Regions from separate parts of the Sus scrofa genome. Here region 1 is linked to region 2. A link is a contact called in public HiChIP or PLAC-seq data. All regions are on one chromosome and are shown on one strand. Each heading gives the region's core, a stretch centred on a gene start, on an enhancer-like site or on the middle of the called end of the contact. The rest is flanking DNA. Distances are from core to core; before and after follow the strand shown. Region 1 holds the start of KLHDC3 (kelch domain containing 3). Region 2 holds the start of TBCC (tubulin folding cofactor C).

Region 1 (6,769 bases), core at 2,213-4,712, 260 kb after region 2:
GGCTGACTCTGGGCAGGGCAGTGCCTCTCTACTCCAGGGAGGGGGGTGTGGCGCTTGAAGCAGGGACCCCCCCCACAGAGCGGTCCCTTGTCTCCCCCACATGTGTTCATGCCTCCCCGCGGCTAGTACAGAGGCTGTGCGCTGCGATGCTCAGTGCTCAGACAACTTGGGGACGCCTGGCCCCCTCCTGCTCCTCACCCACAGCTACATGAGGCCGCTCTGAGAATACACACAGGAATATACGCCCCCTCCCCTCTTCCCTTCAGCCTCCTTGGCACCCCAGGTGTCTCCTCCTCTCCCTCCCCTGCAGGCATATAGGGAGCAGTGGGAGACAATTCTCACCAAAGTTATGTCGCCCCATTGGTCCCTGGAGTGGATTAGCTGCAGGGGAGCAACCCCCGATGGCACAAATAGGCCCCCAGCCCCGGCAGTGCGCAAACTGATGGGGGTGCGTTATTTCCTCTTACCTTCTGCCTGACCAAGACAACGTGGGAGGGCAGAAGGGAGAAAGCATAGGCTCTGGACAAGAGGTGGTGAATGTGGAGCCCTGATGGACCAAGAGAAAGGGATGAACAAACACCCCACCCTGTGCCCCCTTTTGGGTGAACAGCAGCCCCGGGATCATTGACACAGAAGGGACCACCCTGGGGCTGACTGCTCTATGGTGTTGGTTGCCAAAGCCGGGAGGAAGGAAGCAGGGAGCAGTGCCCCAAGCATGGCTCCCCCCAACACCTATTTATTTCCTTGTTTGTACTGATGCTAGCCAGGCCCTCCCTTGTCCCTTTCAGGCACCCTGGAGGGACAAGACGCTGGGGAGGGCCGGGCTTGAGGTCCAGGGGCACAGGCAGCACAGCTTCTGGCTGTGTACATAGGGTGCTTTATTCTCCACAGAGTGATACATGCTAAGGTGGGTTGGGCCTGGGTGGATGTCCCCATATGTACAGAACTGAATAAAGTGGGTCTCTGAGAAGACGTCTGATTTGCCTTGATGTGGAGAGGGAGGTGGGGAGGATGGAGATGGACACTACAACCAGGATGCGTTCAGTCCTGTGCTGGTTCTGGCCTCGAATGCAGGGAGATAAGGCAGCCTCAGGGTGGTCACTTCCAGGCAGGGGTGGCCTGCCGGGCTTGGAGGGCCTTCTGTACCACATCTTCCCATTGGGCATCTGATATCTCCCGAGCCCAGGCAGGAACCCCTGGCGCAGGCAGGCTTACTCCAGCCATGGTCCTTTTCACCAGCTCTACGTGTTCTGAAATCACAGGCAGAGACCAGTTAGGGAATAGAAACAATGGACCCGTTCCCCTCTCCTTTGGCTAAAGGAACCCAGAGCTTTTGGGACACTGAAGTCATCTTGTGATTCCTAAGCAAGCCTGCACCACCCCCCCCTACCGCCCCACAACAAGTCTAAGAAAAGCATTTCACCTGGATTCTCAAGTTTGCAAACTTACCACAAACTGCTGCTTTAGGAACAGGGTGATCCTCTGTGACTCCCCTCTACTGGCTCTAACCAGTTCCCTTCCTCCGTAATTATTCCAGAATAAAAGAACGATCTCTTGGAGTTTCCGTTGTGGCCCAGCGGTTAACAAACCCAACTAGCATCCATGAGGACACAAGTTCGATCCCTGGCCTCACTCGTGGGTTAAGGATCCCGTGTTGCCGTGAGCTGTGGTGTAGGTCGTAGATGTGGCTTGGATCCCAAGTTGCTATGGCTCTGGCATAGGCCTGTGGCTACAGCTCCAATTGGGCCCCTAGCCTGGGATTCTCCATATGCTGTGGGTGTGGCCCTAAAAAGAAAAAAAAAAAAAAACTCTTTTACCTGGGTCCATGGGAATAGAGCTGTGGTTGCTCAATGCTGTAGCTCCCTCTTCATCTTCATCCTCACTTTCTAATGGGGGGTCTGGCAAATGAAGCCCCAAGGCCTGCAGAGCCAGAGAAGACAGTTCAGGGTCATCCCTTCAGGGATTCCAGCTTCACCTGTTCAGGAACAATGCCTCCTCCACCATACCTGGATTCGATCCTGGATATCAGCAACTACATCTTCTCCATCTCCCACTGGTGCCAGCTCCACCTCCTCTTGTTCAGGATCTTGGTTCAGGGGCTGGTAGGAGTAGCCAGCTGGGCCTGTTCCTGTTTCCTCTTGCTCTTCCTCTGGCTCCTCACTGCTCCAATCCCCAGTGCCTTCTGTAGGGCCCTGGTGTGGCCCGAGTTCTTCAGTCTGATTGGGGAAGATACGTTCAGGACCCATGATGTCTCCCCCTAGAACTACTGCTGCCATCGGGCAGGGGCTGCAAGAACATGGAGACAGGAGAACAGAGATCAGACAAAATTAGGCCCAGCTTTAGCCTGTCATCCAGTCCCGTGCGGTCTCCTCCTGCGCCCACAAAACATTGAAACGCCCAAGTTTCCTGCACCCCACAACACCTCTCCTGGACTCTCCACCTCTTGAGCTGGCTCTTATCTCCAACCAAGGCCCACTTGCCTTGCTCCGACAATTCTTAAATAACAGCCCAAGCGAAGGCCATGCCACCTTCCAAAAGACACCCCTTCGGGAACGCCCTCCCCCCCGCCCCATCCACTTAGGAACTCCGGGTCACCAAACAAGCTCCCCTAGACAAGGCATACCCGCCCCCTTCTCTCCTCTCTAAGGGATTTCCCTCTGTACCGCCTGATAAACGCCCTTCGGACCCCAGGAGATCCCTTCAAATGGCCCCAGATGTGGCGTCCCCGACCCGCCCCCACCAATTCTCGGCGCCGGTATTTGCGCGCGCCTCACCCGCTCAGAGCCCGCGGCCGAACCCCGCACCTTCACTTCCGGCGAGGCAGGACGTTCCGAGGCGGCCCCGTCCTCCAGCCCCGCCCCGCCGCGCTCATGATTGACACGAGTGAAGGCGAAGGGTCCGCCCCTTGCTCCGCCTCCACCATCTTCTCGCCAAACAAAGGACTACATTACCCGGTAGGCCCCGCGGTTGTTTGTGTTTGGTTTTGTTTTGTTTTGTTTTGTTTTTTTTAATTTTAGGGCCGCCTGTGTAGCATATGGAAGTCCCCAGGCTAGGGGTTGAATCGGAGCTACAGCTGCCCGGCCTACACCACAGCCACAGCAACACGGGATCCGAGCCGCGTCTGTTACCAACACTGCAGCTCGTGGCAAGGCCGGATCCTTAACCCACTGAGCGGGGCCAGGGATCGAACCCTCATCCTCTTGGATACTAGTCAGGTTCGTTACCACTGAGCCGCAACGCGAACTCGGCCCCGCGGTGTTTGATAGGTATAAGCACATGCGCAGACTCCTCCGACTCCTGCCCATCCTTCAGCCCCTCGCGTTCCTCCCGAAACCGATGGACTACAAATCCCGGTAGACTTCCGGCACTTAGAGCTGAATGCACGTGCGCTTACAGCTGCCCGCCGGAAGGACCGAGCCTGGCTGTGTTTATCTCGTTGGAGATCCAGTCGGCAGTTGGCGGGCAACGGGTTCAAAGCTGCAGGCAGCGCGAGGACCCGCGGCCCCGCCCCGGCCCGGCCTGGCAGGTAGCCCGTGGTGGGTTGAGGGACGAGGAAAATCATAGGGGATGGGGACGCCGATGCCTAGAGCTGAATTGTGGGGGAGGGGCCGGAGACCGATGAGGTGGGGGTGGGGAGGGGGATGACGGGAAAGGAGAGTGTTAAGGGGGAAAGAAGGGCTGGGGGAGGATGGTGGGGAAAGCGATGGGAGAGACCTGGTAACTGGAGAAGGCACTGAAGGGAACTGGAAGGAAGACTGGGTTAGGAGGAGAATGGGAAAGCTGAGGATAATGGAAGAAAAGGGCGGGGGTGTCTGGTGTTGTGGGGGCAGGGAGGTTGGAATGACTGGAAGAAGACCCGGATAGCGTCATATACAGGGAGGAATATCTCTGGCCGAAAGGGGTCAGGGGATGTTAGCTTGTTTCCCCCCTATCGAAAGAAGGAAAATGGAAGGCTGTCGGGGTGGAGCTTGGAGTTGTGGGAGAAGGAAAAAGCAGAAAACTGCAAAGCTCTCAAGAGATCTGAAAAGGCCAGAAACGGAGAGTGAAAATTGCAAGAGAATAGGAAGGGGGGCAGGTCTCTGAAAGGCATGGAAGAAGCTGGAGAATGCCGCAGTGATGGAGCACGGACGGGAGAGCCCCAGGGATCAGAGGCGCCCGGGAGATGCTGGGGCTTGTCTTTCATGAGCTTGAGTTGTCCTTTGGAGAAGACGCTGAGGGTTTTTTCCTCTACCTTTGGATGGAATTGCTTCCCTCTTGCCCAGTGAATTCTTTACTTTACCTTGATATAGCTGAAGAGGAGAGTAGAAGCTGTGAGGGAAGAGGAAGGACCCCCATTCTTAAGCTCTCCAACTTCCTTCCTATCTGTCCCCACAAGCCCAGATCCAAGAGCTTTTGGATTGAGGACGGGAGTAATGAAGTGAGAGTGGTTTCCTGCTGGGGCTATTTCAGGTTTGGCAGAGTGGGGGAGGGTTGGGGGAAGTTGGGTGGGGGCAGGGGTCTGGCAAGCCAGCTCAAAGCCCTGTGTCTTTCTTGCAAGGGACCTTCCTTTACTTGAGCTTTTTCTGTGCCTGAGGTTCGGGCTAGCTCTTCTCTCTGCCAGGGCTTCTTGAACAGGGAGCAGATGATCCACCCAAACCCAGCAGGTGCCTGCCAGCGAAGGCAGTGCCAGCTGCAAGAGGATTTGTCTAACAGAGCCTTCAAATGTACCCATTATCTCTAGGTTGGTGGGTTGTCTTGCAGAGACCATGACCGCTCATGCCTGGGTCTTTTTCTTATCCTGACCAAAGGCATTTTTGTGTTCCTGCTCCTCTCCAAGGCACATCGCCACCCCCATCCCCTTTCAGGGCCCCAAACGGGAAAAGAGCTGCTGGAAACAGCTTGTTCCTTACCACAATGGCAGGGTTGGGCAAGTGGCAAGAGGAGAAAACCCCGCCTCCCCACCCCCACCCCCTCAATCCCCGGCAGACACATACCTTTCTGGCTTAAGTTCTTGGCAGCATCCCAGGCACAGCTGTCAAAGGAACTCATCGTGCCTGTGAGGGGCCCTGGGTGACCCTGCTGACAACAGCTCAGTTGCACAAGAGCCCCCCAGGAGGGGCTAACTGTCCATGGAAGTCCCCGTCCCGGATTCATCCCACCCTGTCCTGGATAGAGGGACTGTTCCTCTCTGAAAGCCTAAAAGCTTTTCAGCTTGGAGACACTCATGCCAGCTTTCAATGGACCGTTTGGGGCTGCCTGGGCTATTCATAGCTCTGAGTATTTTGAGATCCCGCTCCCCACCTCAAAGAGCACACAGATTCTTAGAGAGGTGGCAATAAGCAGAGCAGAGCCAGAGAGAAAAGAGGAGCTTGGGCCTGGCCAGGGACAGGGTGGAGCCTCGGTAAGTAGGAGACAACCATGTTAAGCCCTTTTTCAGCAGCCGAGCTGGCAGTCAGGTCAGAGTGGCCCCACCCTTCACTGTTGGAGAACACAGGGCCGGGGGCCAGCTCCCTGACCTCAGCAGCTCCCTTAGTACATAGCCAGCCACCTGAGCTGCAGAGGGGTGGTGTGGAAGGGCCACCAGGGTGACACTTGGAGGCCAGGGCTAGTCCTGGGCAGAGTCACGGTGAGCCAGGCAAAGGCCTTGCCTGAGGAGCCCACGGTCCTAACTTGTGTGCAGGTAGCAGAGGCAGCAGGCCGTGCCGGGGGGGCATGTGGCTGTAACCAGTGGCCCAGGGGATGTTACGCTGGACGGTGCACCTGGAGGGCGGGCCCCGCAGGGTGAACCATGCTGCAGTGGCCGTCGGGCACAGGGTGTACTCCTTCGGGGGTTACTGCTCCGGCGAGGACTATGAGACGCTGCGTCAGATTGATGTACACATTTTCAATGCAGGTGAGCTCCCCTGGGGACCATCCCTGGGCGCCCCCATCAGGGAGGGCAACTGGGCGGCTGAGGAAGGTTTGATGTGGGTGCCTGCAGCCAAAAGGGATGGAGAACACGCACATCTGGTTTGGGGAGAGGTGGATAGCCTCAAGGGAGGTTCCCAGGGCTGAGCAGAGCTGTGCCCACAGTGTCCTTGCGTTGGACAAAGCTGCCCCCGGTGAGGCCCGCCACCCGCGGGCAGGCTCCTGTGGTACCCTACATGCGGTACGGACACTCCACCGTCCTCATCGACGACACAGTCTTCCTTTGGGGTGGGCGGAATGACACCGAAGGGGCCTGCAATGTGCTTTATGCTTTTGATGTCAGTGAGTATGGGTCTCAAGCTGCCAAGTGGTACCTGGGCGGGGGGAGGGGGGGGTTCTGGGAAAGGTGTGGGCTGAGGGGGCTGGGGATGAGGCATCCCGAAGTGTAGGAGGGAGGGTCCGCTTGCTCACTGGGCCCACCCTTTCCCCCTCTACAGATACTCACAAATGGTCCACACCCCGAGTAGCAGGAACAGTTCCTGGGGCCCGGGACGGACATTCGGCTTGTGTCCTGGGCAAGACCATGTATATTTTCGGGGGCTACGAGCAGCTGGTAGGTCTGAACTCGACGTTCAGGGTGGGGAATGAGAAAGAGGAAGGGGAATTAAGGTAGTGGAATGGGAGGCTTTGGTTTGCTCCCAGGATCAGAGGGAGGAGGGTGGAGGGTCGGGGGGTGACCACTTCCCCTCCCTCTCTTATTCCTTCTCTTACTTCCTTCCTTGTCCCTCTTAGGCGGACTGCTTTTCCAATGACATTCACAAGCTGGATACCAGCACCATGACATGGACCCTGATCTGTACAAAGGTCTGCCCTTTTTCCTCTC
Region 2 (7,303 bases), core at 2,460-4,959:
TAATGCCGTAATTTTGTGATTTTATTGTCTATTACAAACTGCAGGTTTGCAAGAGGTTTAAGGGATTTTTATTTTTTAGATGTAATTAGGAAAGTTAACTTTCCTATAAAAATGATCGGTCTACAAATATGAATTGCAGGCCCATGAGTGCCACAGCATACTTTATTCTTTTTTCTCCTTTTACAGCTGCACCTGCAGCTTATGAAGTTCCCAGGCTAAAGGGTGGAATGGGAGCTGCAGCTGCTGGGCTACGCTACAACCACAGCAATACTGGATCCGAGCTGCATCTGCAACCTATGCCGCAGCTGGCAGCAGCACCAGATCCTTAACCCACTGAGCACGGCCAGGGACCGAACCAGCATCCTCATGGACACTATGTTGGGTTCTTGAATCACAACCTGCATGGTATATTCTTAAGTGCACTTGTGTTAAACTATCAGTCTCTAGGGCATAGCTCTAGGTTGGGGTCAAAGTTTCTAGTATGTTATCTCTTTTTATCATAGGATTGATTCTCCTCAGGGATGTTTTTCCCCCCTCTTCTTTGTGGATGTTGCAAATTGTGAAACTGATTAGGATCCCTTTTGGAGTTAGCTAATAATTGAGGGGGGTGGGGATCTGGATTCACCTCCAGCTAAGGAACAGAGTTTGGTAGGCTGTTTTATTGGCCTCACTTCTTCCAATTTGTAACTCTACCCTCCTTCCTCCTTGTCATTTGCTTTTGTTATCTTGTTACATTTCACATGTCCTAGATATGACTTTAAATCCTTTTTTGGAACTAAGTAAAATATATAAATACTAAAAATATAAATACCTGAGGTATAAGCACCTTAATACTTGTGGTAATTATTAAATAAAAAGTCCATCTGCAGTTACAAGGCCGAGAGACCTTTAAAAGCTTTTTGAAAATCTTACAACCTTCCATTTAAGAATAATGGGTGGTAGTGAAGAGATCAGAAAGCCAAAGTATTTAACAGTAGAGGATTATAGCAAAATGAGTCGAAAAATTAAGACTTGGCCAGATGCTTGCCCCAATCCTTTTTGTATGAGTAGATAGATACGTAGCACTATTACACCTGAGAATTTAAGGAAAGCAAATTTGCCCTCTTTAATTTTGGAAGCTTTCTTTCCAAATCAACACTATTCCAAATCAGTATCTTGTAGTGGTTAAGAAGGTGGGCTCTGAAGCCAGGACACCTGGTTTCAAATCCCAGTCCACCATTAGGGCTGTGTGAACTTTGGGCAACTTATTTGTTTTCTTCACTTGAAAAATGGTGTCGGAGTTCCCGTTGTGGCGCAGTGATTAATGAATCCGACTAGGAACCATGAGGTTTCGGGTTAGATCCCTGGCCTTGCTCAATGGGTTAAGGATCCGGCGTTGCTTTGAGCTGTGGTGTAGGTTGCAGACGAGGCTCGGATCCCGAGTTTCTGTGGCTCTGGTGCAGGCGGGTGGCTACAGCTCCGATTAGACCCCTAGCCTGGGAACCTCCATATGCCCAGGGAGCGGCCCAAGAAATGGCAAAAAGACAAAAAGACAAAAAAAAAAAAAAAGAAAGAAAGAAAAGAAAAATGGTGTTAACAGAACCTACCTCATAAGATTTTGAGGACTTAATAAGTTTTTATGAGTAAGGTGCTTACAGTGGTATCTATGGCATTTTAAGTGCACAAAAAAATTGGTAAACTATTTTGGCATTACAGTTGGTTAAGACTGATGAGGAACTTGGGGTCCGTGCCAGAACTTTGGATGACTAGCAGGATGCCAGAAACTCAAGCTAACATGCAGCTGAAGACCAAAGAGGAGTCCTTTCAGCGCCCCACTGAAAAATATCTATAGGGATCAAACCTGCAATTCAAAGAAGCTTTTGGTTAATGTCAGTTTTAACAGGTTTGATACCTTACTTCCACATTAACTGGCTCCCAATAGAGCCCTCCTGAATTCTTTTTATTAAACGAGTATTACTGAAAGCCTACTTTATTTTTTTTTATTTTCCCACTGTACAGCAAGGGGGTCAGGTTATCCTTACATGTATACATTACAATTACATTTTTTCCCCCCATGAAAGCCTACTTTATTGTGCAGTAAGGTTTTGTTTTGTTTTGTTTTTTGCCTTTTTTTAGGGCCGCACACTGTGCAAATGGAGGTTCCCAGGCTAGGGGTCAAATCAGTTACAGCTGCCGGCCTATGCCACAGTCAAGCAACGCAGGATCCAAGCCGAGTCTGCGACCTACACCACTGCTCACAGCAACGCCGGATCCTTAACCCACTGAGTGAGGTCAGGGATTCAACCGGCAACTTCATGGTCCCTAGTTGAATTCGTTTCCACTGCGCCACAACGGGAATTCCATCGTGCAGTAAGTTTTAAACAGCACAAATCGTGTAAAAACCAACACACAACTACACCCTTTTGCTCTTATGGCTTCACACTTATCAAAGAAAAGCTCCTAGACATTACCAAAATAGGAAAAATTCTTTAAAGTGCCAGACCTGTCACAAATTTAATGTAGATCAAATGTAGCAGCTTATCACAATCTCGTCTTAAAATAATGAAAACATATACGGCGTGAAAACAATAGGTACACTTTGCAGTCCCATTAGCCGGAGTCAGTCCCACATGGGAAGGAGTAGGAGTGAAGAAAAGCGTGACAACTGCTTTAGTCCCACTGGATCCTTCGCTCTTCTTCCGGAAGAATGCTCCAGTTTGGGGAGGCCACATCCCGGGCCAGCCAGTTGAAATCGTCAACGTCGTTCCAGTTATTTTTGCTCCTATCTAAACCAGAGCCCTCAAAGTCCTTGTCGATCCCCGGGTAGCTCCAGGTGTAGGGGGCGAACTGGATCCCCGTGCAGTCCTCCACGATGGCCCTGCTGGTCACCAGCAGGAAGACGCGGGTGTCTTTTGTGGTGTGTACGCGGAGCTGCTGGCAGGCCACAGCCAGCACGCAGTCACTGCAGTCCTCCAGGAACACAGAGGTGGACACGGGGCCGCAGAGCAGCGTGCAGCCTCGGGCCTTGGTTAGCCGCAGAGTATTGGGATTGCCATACAATTTGATCGTGCAATTACTCAGTTGGGTCAAAAGGACGTCGCGCTGGTGCAGCTCGTCGGCTCTCTTCTCCAAGACTTCGGACTGCAGGTTGGAGAAGCCGCAGACCCAGCTGGAGTCGAAGCCTCCCTCCTCCTTCAAGGGCGGAGAGGAGGCCAGGATGCCGTCAGCAGCCGGGGCGCCGGGAGCCGAGTCTACTTTGGTGGCTGAAGCGATATCCTTCCTGCGAGTCTTGAAAGCGAAACGCTTCTTAGGCTGCAGCTCCTGACGCCGCTTGGCCAGGGCCGCCTGCAGCCGCGCCAGCACCTCTTGTCCCTGCCGCAGATCGTAGGCGGCCAGGAACAAAACCGAATCGTTGATAAGTTTCTGCAGCCCCTGTAGCCGAGCGGCCGCCTCCTCCAGCTTCTCGACGGACTCCCCGCCTTCCAGAAGCTCTTCCACGGCCGATCGCTCCCGAGCGAAGGCGGCGGCGAAAAAGTCGCTCTTTTCCTCCTCCACCTCCTCGTTCTGCCGCTTTTGCTTCCGCCTTTCCACCTCCAGTTGCCGCTCTTGTTCTCGCCTCTGAAGCCGCTCGGGCACCAAGCTCCGGTCCCACTGGGACCCCAAGTCCCCGTTCCGCACAGCAGCAGCAGCCGCAGAGAAACTACTATCCTCCATCTTGACTTCAAGCTTCCTTTCTCCTGCCTTCCTTCTCCGGGCGCGCCCTTCGCGAAGCCTCCCACCAACGCGCCTTGTGATTGGTCGGACATGCTGACGTCAGACCCCGGCCTTATTTTCTTTGCCCATTGGCTTCTTGGCGTTGGAGGGGCGGGGCCGTGGGGCGGGGCCGACTGGCGGGGGGGTGGGGAGACAAAGGTCCTTGTGGATGGGTGGGGTGGGAGGCAGGCGGGGGAAGCTTTTTTTCCTCTTAAAGGGGCAGGACTTATATCCGGGATTGTGGGGTGAGTTGCAGCAGCGGCAGCTGCACATGTGGGTTTGTTTATAAGAACAAGGTTAGAAACTCGCAGGCCTCCCCCTCCCCCCCAGCTCCTCCCTACTACCCCCTTACAGGCCGGAGAACCGCTACTGGTGGGGGGAATGTGTGCGTGCGGTGGTGGGGGGGACAGGTAGTGGTGAGAAAGATGGAGGGGGGGATATTACACCGCCCGGCCCGCGCCGGAGGAAGCGGCAGCTGGAACAGCTGTCTAGGGAGCCGCTCGCATGCCTCAGTTTTTTTCTTTTCCCTTCCACCACCCCTTCCCCCAACCCATTCCTGCCGCCCCCAAACCCTCATCCTACCCGCCCTCCCCCTCCCCCCGCCGCTGCAGTTCGGCGTGGCCTGGGGCTCCTGGATCCCCGCAGGCAGTTACCGGGGCGGGAGAAGGCGAGGGGCTCCGGTATGCGACGTACTGGGCTCCTCACTGCAACCGGGTTCAGGGGGTCCTGGGGGAGTCTCAAAAAGGATTTATATTTTTTGGCCAATTACTGCAGTCGGAGGGGTGGGGGGAGGGTAAGATTCCACACCCCCTTCCTCTTCCTCCCACGCCCTCCCCCCTTTCGCCGTCACAACCTCGGCAGCTGGGCGCCGCTGGCCGCGCCCGGGTGAGACCTCAGCTCGGGCTCAGGCTCTCTGTGGGGCCGTCGGTCTTTAGGAAGGCGATGGGGGAAATGTTACATTATTTCTAGAGGTGGTGGGAGGGATTTGTCACCGGAAGTGGATGAGCCTAGCCTAAAGTCGGGACCAGCCAGAGGTGTGAGTGGGCAGCCCAGACGGCGTAGTCACTGGCAAAACCCAGGGCAGCGGGCCGGGCGAGAGCTGGGGCGCGGCCGGCACCGGCGCTCGGCGACCTCGCGTGCTAGGTGCAGCCCGGCGGAGCTCGGGGGCCTCCGACCCGGCCCGCCCTTCCCGTCTTTGGTTTCACTCTTAACCTCCACCTCCGTTCCCAGCATCAGTCGGGGTATTTAACTGCCCAAGAAATTGTCACTTGAAATTTCACTGATAATACCTGCATTTTGATGCAGAGGGAGATGGGAGGAAGCGAGAGAATGGAGAGTCGTTTCCGATTGTTCACGCCGCTTTCTCCTCCTTTCCTTTCCATTTTAAGCCCAAACCAAAAACAAACATAAATTCCCATGTTTCTCCGCTGAAAATCAGCACAGGTCACACTGTTTGGCATATTCCACTCGGGGGGTGGGGGTTATTGTATGTTTGTATGTGTGTGAACGTGTACCCGATGGAAACGGGGGTGCTGAAAAAAATCCTGTGTACGCTTGTGGTATATCTAAGTTTTCATTCGCTTTGTTTCATGGGCAAGAGAGATGGAGGCCCTGGGGGTTTTGTGAGGTCTGGTGAATGAAATATAACTGGTGATCTTATGTGAGTCGTACCGGGAATGCAGTAGCTGCTTTATTTTATGAAGGGTTGGGTTAACCAAGGGAGCCTTAAAAGATTTATTTTTGCTAGGGAAAAAGACCTGACCTGCCTCTTTTAAGTTTTTCACCTATTGAATCTTTCCCACTCAAATGATGAAGGTCTGTAGCCAAACAAGGTTTATTGGATTTGGGAGTTGCAGGTGGGGTGAGGCAACATTTTTGTATTAACTATAGTGACTCTAGGATAGGGGCTTGTGTTGTCTGTATCAGAAGTGGGACGGAAGGTCATTCATTTAACCCTTTTGAGAACTTCATTTCTGCTCATCAAGAGGTTTTGGCATAGAGTCCAGTTGACTTTGGAAGTTTCTGAATATTTTGAGTTGGCTAGTTCAAACTTTTCTGAGAAAATGGCAGAAAAGGACAAGAATGTACAGGTCACCCTACTGACCCAGTGTGTGGGAGGCTCTTTCAAAGACTGGGAATGGACAGCGATCAGTTGTATGGTCATCATAAAGCATTGGCTTGACAGTTCTTGACAGACCCTGGCACAACTGCAAGCCAAGGTAGGTGGTCAAGACATGGGCTTAATGTGCCCAAAGCAGTAGGCATTGCCAGACTACTTGCCTGTTCTGACATTTGAGGGCAGTTGATTCAGTGTGCATCTTTGAACTGGATTCCAGCTTCTCAGAGGTAAGTGCCTGTTCTGATGGAAGGAAAGAGGGGGGGTACATTACAGCAGAAACGTGGTAGAAGGCAAGCAACCAATGAGTTCTGAGTCCTGCTTTCAAAGATACTTTTCAGGACTTGTGAATCAGAATACTACTCTCTTATACACATCTTGCAAAGTGAAAGAATTCGAAGGTGTTACAGACTTTAAACATTTTTTAACAAAAACGTAGACACTTTAATCGTTCTATTGGTTAGATTTACTTTTTTAACTTTTTGAAAATTTCAAAGTGGAGAGAAGAGGTTTATGTGTACCCATAATGCAACTGCAACAGTTACCAGCTGACAGTCTTGTTTCGTTCAAAACTCTGGCCACTTCCCCACCCCACCTCACTCAGATTAGCAAATCCCAAACCTTATATTATTTCGTATTTCACAATTTGTAAATATCTCAGTATGTATCTCTAAAAGATTAGGACTGTCTTTCTGAAATAACCAACAGTACTATCACCGCACTCTAAAAAAGTGGTGATTGTTTCCTCAATATCATCAGCATTCCAGTCTATCGTCATTTTTCTCTGCTTATTCTCTAATTTCCTTTTCTTAAGTTAATTTATTTGAATAAGGATCCAGATGAGGTCTATACAATGTGCCTGGTTAACATGTCTCTTAAATCACGATTAACCGCCTTTAAATCCTTCCCCTCTCTATTGTTTTGTTGAAAACACTTTGTTTCATAGAATTTCCCACGGTCTGGATTTTGCTAGCTGCATCTCCATTCTATGTAATTTTTTTTTTTTTTTCCCACTGTACAGCAAGGGGGTCAGGTTATCCTTAGATGTATACATTGCAGTTACAGTTTTTTCCCCCACCCTTTCTTCTGTTGCGACATGCCATTCTATGTAATTTTAAATCCTTGTCCTAGTTATTCATTCTTTTAAATTCATAAAGCAAATGTTTCTGTAGTGACATACCACAGGAAATCAATAACCAGGTAGTGAAAGCCTATAAGCACAATAAAACAGTCTTTGGGTGTGGATAGATGGCAAAGAATGGGACCTTTTGTGTTCCTGGGGTGTTTCAGGGACCCTATGCAGGTGGGATATGGCAGCCACACCTGGGCAAATGAAACAGATCCAGGCCCTCTCTTCTAGTAGCTCAGTGCCGAAAGGAGGTGTCACTTCATCTTTCAGCAAGTCTTGAACATGTAGTGGATAAAAAGGATTCATTAAAACTGCTGCATGTCAAC

The links. HiChIP or PLAC-seq counts read pairs in DNA pulled down with a chosen protein or histone mark.
Region 1: a contact with region 2 is called in an H3K27ac HiChIP or PLAC-seq map of skeletal muscle. The contact joins the promoter of KLHDC3 here to the promoter of TBCC in region 2. A contact is called at or near these places in 2 of 2 datasets of contacts at active chromatin or transcription factors (alveolar macrophages and skeletal muscle).

What each region holds. Positions count from the first base shown.
Region 1 is chr7:38,077,451-38,084,219 of Sscrofa11.1, forward strand. KLHDC3 (kelch domain containing 3) reads left to right here and starts at 3,463. Exons shown (of 10, transcript NM_001105314.1): 1 at 3,463-3,526; 2 at 5,660-5,872; 3 at 6,052-6,228; 4 at 6,384-6,499; 5 at 6,679-6,750. The coding sequence starts at 5,719. MEA1 (male-enhanced antigen 1) reads right to left here and starts at 2,810. Exons shown (of 4, transcript NM_001110429.1): 1 at 2,775-2,810; 2 at 2,007-2,369; 3 at 1,818-1,920; 4 at 442-1,250. The coding sequence starts at 2,276. The coding sequence ends at 1,099. PPP2R5D (protein phosphatase 2 regulatory subunit B'delta) reads left to right here. Exons shown (of 16, transcript NM_001113451.1): 16 at 1-979.
Region 2 is chr7:37,820,285-37,827,587 of Sscrofa11.1, forward strand. It overlaps TBCC (tubulin folding cofactor C), which reads right to left and starts at 3,710. Exons shown (of 1, transcript NM_001258407.1): 1 at 2,480-3,710. The coding sequence starts at 3,693. The coding sequence ends at 2,650.